2 separate regions of the Anser cygnoides genome follow, and region 1 is linked to region 2. A link is a contact called in public Hi-C data. All regions are on one chromosome and are shown on one strand. The core of a region is the stretch at or near the end of the contact, and the rest is flanking DNA. Distances in the headings are between cores, read along the strand shown.

What was found. Hi-C and Micro-C count contacts between places; a contact is called where the count stands out from the background.
Region 1: a Hi-C map of liver shows a contact between it and region 2, with 5 times the contacts expected there. The contact joins the promoter of RPL30 here to the promoter of MTDH in region 2. A contact is called at or near these places in 4 of 7 Hi-C or Micro-C datasets (granulosa cells and liver).

What each region holds. Positions count from the first base shown.
Region 1 is chr2:140,398,431-140,405,541 of Taihu_goose_T2T_genome, forward strand. RPL30 (ribosomal protein L30) reads right to left here and starts at 3,923. Exons shown (of 5, transcript XM_048068702.2): 1 at 3,817-3,923; 2 at 3,674-3,724; 3 at 2,716-2,861; 4 at 1,863-1,993; 5 at 383-564. The coding sequence starts at 3,694. The coding sequence ends at 515. LOC125183351 (small nucleolar RNA SNORA72) reads right to left here and starts at 908; the gene lies at 774-908.
Region 2 is chr2:140,205,592-140,212,268 of Taihu_goose_T2T_genome, forward strand. It overlaps MTDH (metadherin), which reads left to right and starts at 4,917. Exons shown (of 12, transcript XM_048068742.2): 1 at 4,917-5,494. The coding sequence starts at 5,096.

The DNA of each region.
Region 1 (7,111 bases), core at 2,673-5,172, 190 kb after region 2:
TAGAAAATGCCAACCTCCTCAACAGTAACACGTGTACATATTTTCTCTTGGAACGAATATACAGTAACTTGCATTAGTAGTTTGTGACTGACTAGGTGAAAAAAATACTAAAATAAACTTATTCACACTTTTAAGTAAAGCCATTGTGATCCCCCAGCAACATCCCAAATTTGCTACTGTGCCTCACATTATGACTTGTCTTCCCATTAGCACCCCAAAAACCAAAACCTACGGGAGCAATACCCTGTTGGGATTTGACACCATGCTTACTGTGGTCAACTCCTACTCCACTTACCTTGTCAAGAGCCCCAGCTCATACAGAAAGCAACAGGCAAGTTTTGTCCCGCCAATGTTACTTCTAACAGAACAAAAAACACAGTGGTGATAAAGAATCTTCATTTATATAGTTTGTTCCCTAAAACCAGCAAAGTATGTATAATACAATACAAGTGTTTTTTTTTTTTAAAACAGATTTGTAACCAGTTTTATTGTAGAAAGAACACCATTACAGCATTTACTTCTCACTGGTTTGTTCTGGCATGCTTCTAATGATGTCAGAGTCACCTGTAAAACAAAAATACATCGTTACAAAAAGATCTACAAAAAGATCCATTTCCAGAAATAAGCAAAAAAAATAAGAGATTCTACAAACAAAATGTAAAAGTAACGTGGAAACGGTGTATTTATAAAAAAAGTAACTTTGATGGCTTGATAACAATACTTTTACCTGCATTTTTGTTAATTCATACTCAGTATGTTTATGATAATTATGTACTTGTCACTAGCATTTACAAAGCCAGTACTAGAGTGACAATCTAGTCCTGGAGGACACAATGCACAGCTTTAATATAGCGAATGTCTAGCCTCCCCTGATCACGAGAATATCAGGACAGCGAGAATATTCGCATTGCACTACACAGCAGGAAGTCTGAGTTGCAGTTCTTTATCTTAACATAAAGCTCTTAATCTGACAGCCACAAAATAAAACAAACCTAAAAGCATTGTTTTGGAAACAAAGCTTTACCTGCTATTTGAATACAAACAAGCTAAATAAAGGTTTCTAAAGAAACAGTGAATTCAAACGGACATCACTTGGGGAACATTTGATGAAAGTTAAAAATCATTAAATCCGTACGTATGCATTTAATTAAGATAACTCTTGGTCAAACAGAATAATGGAAGATAATTTGATTCTTCTCCTAGAAGACTCAGGAAAGAAGATAGGCAGTCCCCTAATTAGCAGACTCTACAAGGAACTTGAACAACTCTGAACAAAGAGTGCTACCAAGCCATAGCAATTACACACCAATTTACAGTTTTATCACTTAATATGATTTTCAGCTCTGGTACTGGACTAGTATCCACTTGCACATAGCTTATTCTAGTATAGATCACCCCAGGAAGCAAGACAAGTCACAATCCAACAATTTGTTTTGCTGAGACCCTTTGTCTTGGGTTAAGAAAGTTCAAACCCAATTGGCACAGACGGCACGTGACACAAGCTCACGTTCTAGCAGAGGGCTCAAACACAAGGCTCAAACACAAGTACCGTTAAGTTGCTTCCCAGCCACTGAAAGAACCCTCATTACAGACTGACAGGTAGACAGAAGGCAAGCTCACAAGGTTTAACAGTGAAAGGAACTACACACAAACTTAAGGAGGAGTACCTCTAAGTTCTAAGAGCCTAGGACTCCCAAAAGAATGGGATCTTGGGCAGAGAAAATTAAGAACGGTACAGGGAAGTAGAGCAAAGCTACAACATCACGCCTGCGCATTACTTGCTAGTGAGCAGCAGTGCTCAGACAATGGAGGAACCGCTGATACACACCCGGCTTGGTCATTATACGGCAGCAGACACGTACCTGGGTCGATGATGGCCAGCGTGCACACTCTGTAGTATTTGCCACAGGCTGTACCCAACTCAATGTTGTTGCCGCTGTAATGGTGGACGCCGGTCTTTGCGAGCATAGCGTAGTACTCGATCTCCGACTTCCTGAGATTCAAAAACTGGGTCTTAAAGCACTGACAAACAATTCTGATCGAACATAATACAGCAACAGCAGTGCTAACTCCAACCACAATTAAACTCTACAGTTTTCCTCCTCTCCCAGAAAAACACATCTATTTCTTGCCAGAAAACCTAACAGTCTCCTACGTTATGTCTGCATCTTTACTTTCTTTAACCTGTCAGATACTCCTTGATGACAAAAAGGGCCCTGAAATTCAACAAGGAACATGTCAGAAGATGGAAATTGCCAAAGACTTCGTTTTCAAAAAAAATACTTCTATGGCCAGGAGCTTTAAGTTATAACTTAACTTTGACAGCAAATACTGTATTCTTCAAATATATTTCAAATCAGTGTCAACTACCAGTTTTTCCTACCTGTAAAATTACTTTCCGATATACTACTTTGAAAAAGCAGGAATTGAGTCCCACTACACTTTCAATGAATGCTATCACAGTGTGAAAAATCTCACAGCACATTCTCTAATGTGAACTCTTGGTATTAGGAAGCTAAAAAACATCTGGGAAGCATTTTAATACATCCCGACCTGAAATTCATATACACCAATCAACCCACCATGTTTAATTCACGGTACTATGGAGCATGCCAATAAGCTACTCTGTATTACCAATTCACACAAAGCACATGCTGTATTTATACAAAGCACTCGCCTTAGCTTAAAAAAGTAGTAATTCATACATCTGCTTACCTCAAAGCTGGGCAGTTGTTGGCGAGGATGACCAGCTTGGCTTTGCCCTGCCGAATCATTTTCAGAGTCTGTTTGTATCCTAGCACATATTTACCACTTTTCATAACCAGCTGAAGCCTAGAGTTTATAGACTCCAGGGACTTTTTCTGAAGACGAAAAAAAAAAAAAGCTTTATTATATGCTACTTTGCCTTTGACAAAATGGCAGGAAACATAAGGTGAAGAAATTTCAACTACAAGCAATCTTTTCATGACTTATTATTTGCACACCATACAATTGTGGATAAGAATGATGCTGATACTATACTCGCCCAACTTCATCAAAATGCCTCTTACCAATTACACAGGGAAAAAAGCATTATTGGTGCTACCTATGTTAATCAACATAAGTGGTATAAGAAACGTGCCTTTGCAAAGCTCAGCTATGTCAAGTCAAAACCCATACCACCTCCACCTTACGAAGCCGAGCCAGGCTCTGCATACGGCACTTCCCAGGGCACGTGTTGACAGCATTAAGCGGGTAGGCAAAGCCAAGCAATCACATGCAAAACGAGCAGCCCCCCCAACACGAGAACGTGGTGCTCGTGCAACAGCAAGTGCCACCACCTAGTAAGAAACCCATGCTTGCTAAAACAGCCTTGAAATTATAGTAAAAAGATGGCACGAAACGCCAAGTCTGAGCTCCACCACCCTACCACCCACACCAGGAGCACAGCACCAGCTCCCCTTTCCTCCCCTCTAGCCCAGGGACCCCGTGAGCAACCTGGGATGTCCCATGGCGGGGAGCCGAGCCCACAAGAACCGGCCTCAGGCCGTGCCCCTCAGAGGCCCCCCGGGCCCCCTCGGAGGCCCCCCGGCTCCCCTCAGAAGCCCCCCGGCTCCCCTCAGCGCACCGCCCGCCACCGGCAGAGGCCCAGCCGCCACCCCACGAGGCCACGCGGCGGCCGGCCGCCACTCACCGTCTTCTTGGCGGCCACCATGTCGCTGGCTGGCGTCGGCTGGGGCGGGAACTGGAACACACAAAGGACGACCGGGGGTCGGGTTAGCGCCCGGCTGCGGCCCCCCGAGCCCCCCCGCGCCGCCCGGCCCCGGCCCCACTCACCGCTGAGGCGCCGCCAAGATGGCCGCCACGAGCCAAAGGGGCGAGCCCCGGCACGCGCCGCCTCTCCCCGCCGCGCCAGCTCTCGCGAGAGGCGCGAACGCGCCGCAGCCCCGCCCAGGCCCCTCCCTCCGGCTGTCAATCCGCCCCCGCGCGCGGCTCCCATTGGCTTATCCGGGGAGGGGGCGGGGCGAGGCGGGGGGACGTGCAGAGTACGCTCCCCGAAATGGCGGCCGCGCCTTAGCGGCCCAGCGGGGTGGTCGTGCTAGCTCGCTTTCCTCATCGTGTCCCTCATCCCCAGCGCCTTATGGCGCCCTGTGTCTCACGGAGCGATTTTAAACACTTGTTTTTCTCCCTCGCAGCCTCCGGGAGGCTTCAGACGCTGCTCAAGGGGAGGCCCAGGCGGCCTGCCTTCCCCTGTGAGGAAGGGGAAGGGACACTGACGGGCAGCCCCTGACCGAACAGGGCCCCAGTGCCGTGCGGGGTGGCTCCTTCGTGGCTGCCCGTGTTGGCAGGTTCAGCTTTGGGCATGCTTCATAAACCCCCTGGCTCTGCTCAAGGCAAAGGCCTCTCCTCTCCCTCTCTCTCTCAACACGGGGCACAGAAACAAAGTCCTACCCCTGTGGGCTTTGGAAACAACTGTCTTTGAAAATACCGAGAAAATTTCTGAGTACACGCTACTGGAGAATGCAGTTAGGGTGTGAGAAAGTTACAGCTGTGATAGTGTTGTCTGTAGGTTTGTGCTCAGTACAACCTGCCAATAAGCACACAGAGTCAGAATCTACACAAAGGTCTTTTAATTAAAAGCTTTGGGACTACAGGGGTCCCATGGCGCTTCCCGGCATGGGAAGACATCCCAGAGCAGCGTAGGTATTGGGGAGCAGTGGGCAGCACAGGTTCAGGTGATGCCTACCTGGACACTGCAGGGACCGAGTGAGGTTGGGATCTGGGGTGTTATTTTGGAGTGTTCCCCTGTGAAACCCTGCAGCAGCTGAGAGGCCCAGTCTGTCCCAGAGGGCTGGCCTAGGATGCTCGGGGACGAGCCCCAGTCTCTGTACTCTCTGCAACACTTCTTCTAGGAGCAGATGCTTGCTTTCTCTGTCCACGGTCAGACATCTTCCATACCAGTGTTCACTGCATTTCAACAGCACCCTAAGTACTGATGGTATAAGGGAGAAGGCATCCGTCATCTCTACGGATCTTTGGCACCGCTGCATGCAGTCAGTCAGCCCAACCCATCTCTGCTGCAGAGATGATACTGGCTATGCTACCTCTAAATCTACAGGCCAGCTAAATCGTGCCTCGTCCACAGTCAACTCTTTTCAAAATTATATGGTTCCCTAATAGAAACATCAGGACAGGGAAGTCTGCCTGTAGTACAGTAGGTCTTCTGCTGGTATGACTTTGTGCTCTTGGGGCACACCGCATCATGTGCGTCTCAATGTATGTGTTTTGTGATGAAATTACAAAGCTAGCATAAAAGCATTTATACATTTGCCTAGGTTGGCATAGGCATGGGAGAGCATTGTATTTGTTGGCTTTCGGAAGTTTGATGCCTTTGTGTGTTATGTAGAAAAAAAATGAAGAACAAAGCCAATACATACCAGAATCAGTTACAGTAGGATGCTTATGTGAATATAGTTTATTTTGATTAAGGAAGGGAAATAATTTCTAGAAATATATTGCTATGCCTTTCTGCTGATATGGATGCCTTCACACAGATTTTTTTTTTTCTGGTATATGGTCACACACCTTATCAAATATTTATAAAAGTAAAGCCTTTTCAGTGGCAAGCAGCCTTTGGTCAAAATGCGTCCCAGTCAAAATCATCCCAGTCATTTTCTTGTGTACAAACTGGGTGACAACTTTAGTTTTTAGCAGGCCAGTTTAAGAACCTAGATAAAAATCCAACCTGCTAACATTAAGATGAAAATGAAATAAAGGTATATAAGGGGAAAAAAAATCACCAAGCTTCAGCTGACCTTAAATTTAACAACAGAAATTCAAATATTGGTCCATCACTGATTGAAAAGTTCTTTGGCAATAATTTCTAGATTAAGAACATATGAATAATATATGCACTATTTAAGTCATAATATGAAAAGTTACATTTTGATGGCTTCCTGTAGTCCAACTTTACTTATTGAAACAAGTTTTCAATATTTTCAGCCCTTCACAGAGCATAATTACATCAATTTTGAAGCATTTTTCAAACTTTTCTTTGTCAGCTTTGTCTCATTCTTTTCTTGTTCCTCTTCCTCTTTGTGTCCCAACACTCAGGTGCACTGCTGTTATTCCCACTGCCAAGTTGTGCCTTTTCTTTTAATTCTTTAAATTTTTACCTAGTTGTTTGTGGTCATCTCAAATATTCTTCTTGCATTTTGAAATTACTCACAAGAGGGTATAAAGCTCAGTGGGCCTAGCGAATTCCTCAGTGCAGTTCTGGTCGACTATGCCATGTTTTATGTTATTTTGCAAAATTTGGGAATCCTGCACAGCTCCTGAAGAGGGAGCTGTTTGTAAGGGTACTCCTTGCAACCTCAGCTCAAATTAGGAGAAAATGTAGTACTTCCCTTAGAAGCTTGTAGAACTAGTTCTTTCCAGTGATGTGTTTTTAAAGAAAACAAACAAAGAAATGCCTTTCTGAAAGAACTTTCTGTCAGAAACCAGTCACTGGGACCCAAATTGTGACACTAATTCTGGATATGTGGGGAAATAGAGTCAGAAATAGGCTTTTGCACTTGTTCCTCACACCCCAAATCTCCCTTATGTAGTCGTGCAGGTATCTTCTAAGAGTCTGTGGTTCATAAAATGTCTCTCATAAAGGCAAAGGGCTGTCTCAAGTCAGATGAAGTCAACAACAGTAGTAAGAAAAGGCTTTGTGCCCTTGAAAATTCCTTAAACAATATTACATGGCCACTAAATATCAGTCAGCAGCTTGAGTGCATGTGCATTTACAATGCGCTGTTCCAGAATTAAAGCACAGGGAAAGCATTGAGGCTGCGTTTGGCATGCAGGCCAAGTGCCGTTCCCTCTGCAAGGGGTGCTGTGCTCCTCCCCATGATTAGGCCACGTTACAGCGTTACAGCAGAAAAAAAGTAAAAAAAAAAAAAGAAAGTAAAAAAAAGTGAGCGAAGCACAGATGCCACCATTTCCAACAGCAACAACAACAAAAAAACTCTCAAGGTGAAGAGAGCCAGGGAGCAGCTGCCAATGTCAGGAAAACCATCATTACTTCTCCCATCAAGGTCTTCCTGCCCTAAAGGAGCCACCATGGACACATCCAACCCTCCTGCCT
Region 2 (6,677 bases), core at 3,667-6,166:
GGATATTTAATGTACACTTGACAAAATACAGAAAACAATTTTGTATTACCACAGATATGAGTTAATAGGCCTATAATTCTGTGTTTGCGTTTTGTTAATTCAAACTTTTTTATTCCCAGCTGGGTAGCAAGTCTTTGCATATTTATTTTTCTCAGCGCTTAAGGCTGATAGAAATTTGAATGCGAACAGTCTGCCAAAGTGTTCTTCACCTCCCAAGACACTCATGAGCTCCATCAGTCATAACGACAATTTAGCTTTGATGCCTAAGCACTATTTATGTCAAAAGTTTAATGAGAACAGACTTACCCTTCATACAGGGAATTAAGATCATGATTTTTGTGGGAATGTTTCTACATTTGCATGGTATGGTTATACACAAGAATGTGAGCAATAATAAAAAATAATGTAAAATGAATAAATACTTTGAAGACAGTATTCCTTAGCAGTGAATTTTGATTTAGGATTCTGTGTCAGCTCCAGAAGCTGAACATATCAATGGGAAAAATAAATAAGGTGAACTTACAAGGTACAAGCGGAGCATGGATTACTCATCTTTTAACTGAAGTGTCCTCTTCCTCTCCCCTTAAGTGGGAAAGAAATCTTTCCTGAGGCTTTGCAGTAGAAAAACTGAAATTGTCCCAAGACTTGCTGAAATCATTCACTACTATGAGAAGAGGAGGTCACTGAGTGTTAGCCCAGGTCAGCCAACCACAGCCCAAATGAACAAGTCCTTAAGGCACAATTTTTTTTTCACCCTATACCTTCCTTCAACAGACCCTTTAGGGCCTCTCTCCAGATGAAACCCTGTGCTTTGTTTCTCTCCCAACCCTAAACCTATATGCTGGTGGAGACTTAGCCTAAAAGACCCCAACTATGGCTCAGATCAATATGTCCTCAGGGGAGAATTCTGTTTGCATGTCCCTCTTTCCTCTAACAGCCCTTTTCCTGACCCACTCCCTGCCTTCTTCCTTTCCAAACACAAACTCTCTTACCCTTAAACTGTGATATGAAGCTTAGCACAACACCACTAGGCTTTGCCTTTTGGAGCACAGTCTCAGGCATTAATTTTTCTGCCACCCAATCCTTCCCTTCAAAGCCCTTTTTGAAGTCTATCCCAGCAGGAGCTCTAGCCTTTGTCTCTCTCCCGATCCTAACCCTAACCTAAACCTTAACCTCATTTAACTGAATGAAATTTAGCCCAAAGTAGCCTAGCCCTAGCCCAGGTAAATATGTCCGGCATGTAAACTGAAGCTAAGCATAGGATCTCAGTCATGGCCCGGGTGAAAAAGATCTCAGAGGAGAATCCTTTTGACAACCCACTCTTCCCCTTGGCAGCCCCTTGCCAGACAACTACAGCTGGAAATCCCACTCCTTCTATTTCTTCTAACCCTTACCCCAAACCTAGGTGTCAGCTGAGCCCTAGCCTGACAGACCCAGACATAGTCCAGGCGAACATGTCTTCAGCAAACAATTCTTCCGACCCCTGCTGTCCTTCAGCAGTCCCTTTCCAATCCCTAAACAAACAGATCTTTAGACTTTCTTCCTTCTCTGAAACCAAAACATAACCAAGTCCCTAAGCACAGCTGTGGACTGAGACTTAGCCCAAGGCCCCTAACCACCACCCACATGAGAAGCTTCTCAGAGAGTAATTCTTTTTGCAGCCCCTTTCCTTCCCCAGTCCAAAAAGAGATACAAATTTTGTCTGTTCCCTGTCCCTAAGACTAATTTTAGCCTGAGCTCTAAAACCCAACACTAACTGAGATGGCCAAAGACCCCAAGCCATTGCCAAGACAACCAAGTTCTCAGAAGAGGAATTCTTCAGCAACTCTTTTTCAGGTCGACTTCAAGCGGAGCTCTAGACTCTGGCCCCTTAGAACTCCATCTTAGCCTGAACGCAAAGGATGGGTTGAGCCTTAGCTCCAAATCGTGTTAATGGCGTACTGTGTTCACCTTAAAGTAATTTGGGGTCATGATGTATGTGAGATAATACAACAGCCAAGCTTGTCCAAGATTTTGTCAAATCTTGTCCAAGATTTGTCAACTTCCTGACATGAAAGAAACCTTACATTTGTTTTGTCAGGATTCTATCTTCTTTCTTTAAATGCTGAGAGGCTTAATTTACTTCTGCTATATCCACCTGACTTCTAGTCTAAAGAATATCCAGAACTGCAAGGACATGGGGCTTCCACACTGACTTACGATAATCATAAAATCTCATGGAACTGATATTTTTGAAGCATTAGTTTCTTTTTCTGCATACCATATCAAAGAACAGGTACTGAGATTTAAATACTTTTGTGCACCCTCTGTATACTTCTCCATAAAAACCTTCTGCCAGTTCAAATTTTGTTGCAATAATTTTCTTTTTAGGCTTAGAGCCATTGCAAGGTATTATACAGGATATGCATAATAATGGTTGTAAAACAAGGAAGGAAGAAGGAAAAGAGGAAGAAGAGAGATTACAAAAAAATATATATCTTTATTCTTTCTGGCTCTGTAATTGTATTCTCGTTTGTAATGAGAATAATCAACCTTCTGCTCTGATTCTTTGGAGAATGATGTAAGAAACATTTTATATTCAGCACTGCCAGAAAGTGTCCTTGGGATAGCTTTGGTCAAATAAATCCATTAAGATATTTGAAGATTAATATTAAATTGCTATTTGTAACAAAATTAGTATGAAGTAGATTGTTTGCTTTATTTGATGTGCAGTCTCAGTAGTATGTAAGTTCCTGCCATTTCTAATGTTACCAAAAAAACACAAACTTCCTGCAAAATATTTCAATCAGTGACAAATTTTATGCCTACTTATTCCTGTACCACATTAGTTCAGAATAAAAAGATAAATTTCAGATTCATTTGTTTCACCATCCCAAGCAAACAAACGGGCTATGTTCAAGGCGGATCTGCTACCTTTTTAACACCAATCCGTTTCCCACGTCTGCGCTGCTATTCACGGTGTTGCCACTCGGTGGTGCTACGGGGCCACAAAAACTTCAGCGGATCTTAAATTCAACCGCTTATATTTTGCAATCGAGACTCATCAGGTTCTTGCAGTGTTTTCTTGCCTAGGTAACTTTAAAATGAACAAAATCTATGTTCTATGGCCTGTGTTTTAAAAAAACAATGCTTTCAAATTTGCAGGTGTTTTTCAGATAATGTATTTTGTACTAAAACTACATGATCACTGTTCTGCCACCCCTATCTATACAGGGCGGTATCTAAACTAAGCAACTACTTACAGAATAAGAATTTATTTGGCATGTTAGGGGGGCTCAGTTGTGCAACTGTCTGTACCATGAAAACTAACATTTTCCAATTCATGTGTATAGTCTATGCTGAAGCATAAACACACAGAAAAAGTATTAGGACTTTCAATAAATTTAATCTTCAAAAAGTATGTAACTGTCTATTAGTAAAATGTCCTGCCTTAGACAGTTGCTACAACTACTTTCAGCAATACCTTTCATTCCAACTTAAGTCAATTAGAAAAGAAGCACTTGACTGCCTGTTTAAAGGTGGCATAATAATAAAAAAAATCTCAAGAGCACTTTTGAAATCCTTTACAAAGAACTTTTAAAACATAAATACTTGTGTGTGAAAAATATACTGGCTTTACAAAATAAGGCAAAGCTACCAGTATACAAAAACAGTGTAAGCTATCACTGTGCTGTTTAAACAAACAAATGTTATTTTACTACATTTCAGGTTTCAAGTATCCCATGCGGGCTTCTTTCTGCCATACTATGAGATGAACAGCCTTTATAAGTAAAGTTGCAAGCTGAAAGAATGGGACATGCTGTTAGCTTCCATCAATGTCCCACTGCAGAAGACTAAAGCTGCAGTCACTGTAAAGCTTCTCAACCATGTCAGCTCCTGGGGTCTGACATCTAAAATTCCGCAGGAACCCTGGACGCTGTGAGACCAGGTCTCTGAAATATAAAAATAAAGACATGACATGCATTCAGGATCAAATTTCTGAGAGCTCATTTTTAAGTGCATGGATAAATTAAGATTTGGAGTCCCGGCAGTATTTTACATAAAGCTCACCAATTAATTCAACATATTAAGCCAGCTGTGGGAGTTGAGATCTTAGGAAATAAGGCACTTGGAAAGCATCTACGTTGTTACACTACCTTGGCTAGTGTATTTCGAAATTACACCGATTTTTCAATGGCATTTTTAAAAACCTTCTCTGCGAAAGAGAAGGCCTCTGAAGGTCCATGAAACGGGCCTCTGAAGCGGGACAGGAGGCAACATCTCCCTGTCTGTCCCAGGAACCCGTGGTTTGCCTCATGGCCAGCTTTGGCCGCTCCCTGTACCTGTAGCTGGCACGCCACAGGTACGTGCCGGTTCACACGTTCGGCGTGGGGCGTGCGAGGCTCAGGACCAGAGGTGCTCCCGCTGGGGTGGCGGCACAATTCCAGGCGTTGCACAAGCACCGGGGCCCTGGGGCTTTATGTGGTTTGGGGAGGTGCAGGAAGGCTTTCCCTGTACCGAGCCCTACAGAACAAAATCCCCGCTGACATCTGTAGGCCGAGAAGAACCGGGGATGGCTTTGGTGTTGGTAAGAGCTGGGACAAACCATTAATTAACACGCCCACTCCTCTACGGGGCGACTACAAAGCAACACGAAGGTGATTTAACACTGGTGGAAACGCACCCTGCCTGCTCACGGAGGGGTCGCTGCCCCTCTCCCTGCCTCCTTCCCTCAGCACCCCGACGCCCGAGCCCCCTCGGAGCCTCCTCCCCGCCGCCACCGGGCGGCGCCCGGCCTCGCTCGGCCGCTGCCACGTCGAGGCCGCCTCCCCGGGCCGAGGAGGAGGAGGAGGAAGAAGGAGGAAGGGAGGAGGACGAGGAGGAGGGGGCGGGGATGGCGGCGGGGCGCTGACGTTGCGGGGAGGAGGAAGGAGGAGGAAGAGGAGGAGACCCGGCTGCCTCCGGGGCAGAGGCTGCCGCGTCCCGCGGAGGCTCGGCGCGGCTCCGCGTCCCCCCCCCCCCCCCCCCCGACCGCCGTCCGTAAGGCGGTGGCCGCGATGCGCTCGGCCTGAGCGCCCGCCTCGGGTCCCCTTCTTCGTGCCTGCGAGGGGCGGCGATGGCCGCGGGCAGCTGGCAGCAGGCGGCGGCCCAGCAGGCCGAGGAGACGGCGGCCCGGGTGCGGGACGCGCTGGCGGGAGGCCTGGGCCTGCTGCGAGCCGAGCTGGGCCTGGAGCTGGGCCTCGACCCGCACGGCCTGCCCACCTGGCTCGCCCTGGGGCTGCCGGCCGCGCTGGGGCTCGGGCTGCTCGGGCTGCTGCTGGCCCTGGCCTGCGGGAGCGGCCTCCGCAGGAAGGCAGCGGCCGGCCGGGCCGAGAGGAAGGGCGACGAGGCGGTGGCGGCGGCGACGGCCCTGACAGGCGGCGGGGGGCCGGGCAAGGCGGCGGGGCAGCTGGGGCTGAAGGGCGACGAGCAGAAGAAGAGGAGCAAGAAGAAGCTGCCCGAGAAAGCGGCGAGGGTGAGAGGGGAGCCGGGGGGACTCGGCCACGGAGCCCTGGGCACCGCCGGGGAACTGGGGGGGGGACGAGGTCCGAGGTAGTGGGGTTCACCCCGGTGGCGTCTGCCGGGCTCCCTCCGGGCTGCCCGGGAGCTTTGCAAAACAACATTTAGGTGAAAACGATGCTTTTTTTCCTCCTGGGGAAGGAGGAGAGAGCTCCCTGCTTTTTTAGTGGAACCGTGGGTTATGTACGCACACTGTACTGTTGCATTTTTACTATCAGTATTGTCTTTTTACTATCAATCGAAAGCTTAGTGGATTGGGAGCTGGTAGCAGAGACCTTACCGTGGTTCAGCCTCTCAAGGCAGGAGTCGCAGCCCAGGCAGGTACAGGCTGTTGGAAGCCTCGTAAAGGCTGCGATGATTCAAACTTGAGTAAGGCTTTCTGCTGCGCCTTTTCGGCAGGACACGTTAACACCAGGCTTGTGGTGAATTTGCCTCGCTAGGAACATGTCTCGGTTGTTGCAGGAAGGATCATCTCCTTTAATAAGGAAATCTGTCTCTCAGCAGCCCCTTAAAAACAGATCGTGCCTGTCTTTTATTGTAATCCTCGGTCTGTGATGTAGGAGTCTTGTGTCTTTGACAGCGTTTTCATGAGAAAATGAATTGAATGCAGAAATTATCGGCTGTCGTTTTCAAGCTTCCAGTTATCATAGTTTTGGGACTTGAAGGGATTGCTTCAATAGCTTTTATGTTGTTGGTATGTTTGCAATCCTATTTACATCCAAATGGATTATAGGAATGAAAGTGCAGCAGCTGTCCCCTGCCTTTTACAACTATGTCTTTTAATTATATAGTGCGAAATTTAACATGAATTGTTTGCCTAATGACGAGAAAAAGGAGGTGCAGAAAGGGATTGTGCCTTCGTTTGGTTCTGTGGCAATACTGAGACTTGAGAAGTTTTGTTAAAGATTTTTTAGCCTGCTCTCCATTAAAAAAATACAAAAGTCTGTATATAGCACCAAACTGTCTTTGAGCAGTGAACTCCTGAAACTCGCTGGAGCTGATTCTGCAAGTTGCAATAGGCTAATAACTAAGCACCAAGAAGAGGAAGCGCTGTGATTCAGAATTTTTCAAATGTTGCTAGGTCTCCATTTTGAAGAAGACACGTTAAAGATGCAGTGTTTTTTGCTGTCCTGAAAGGG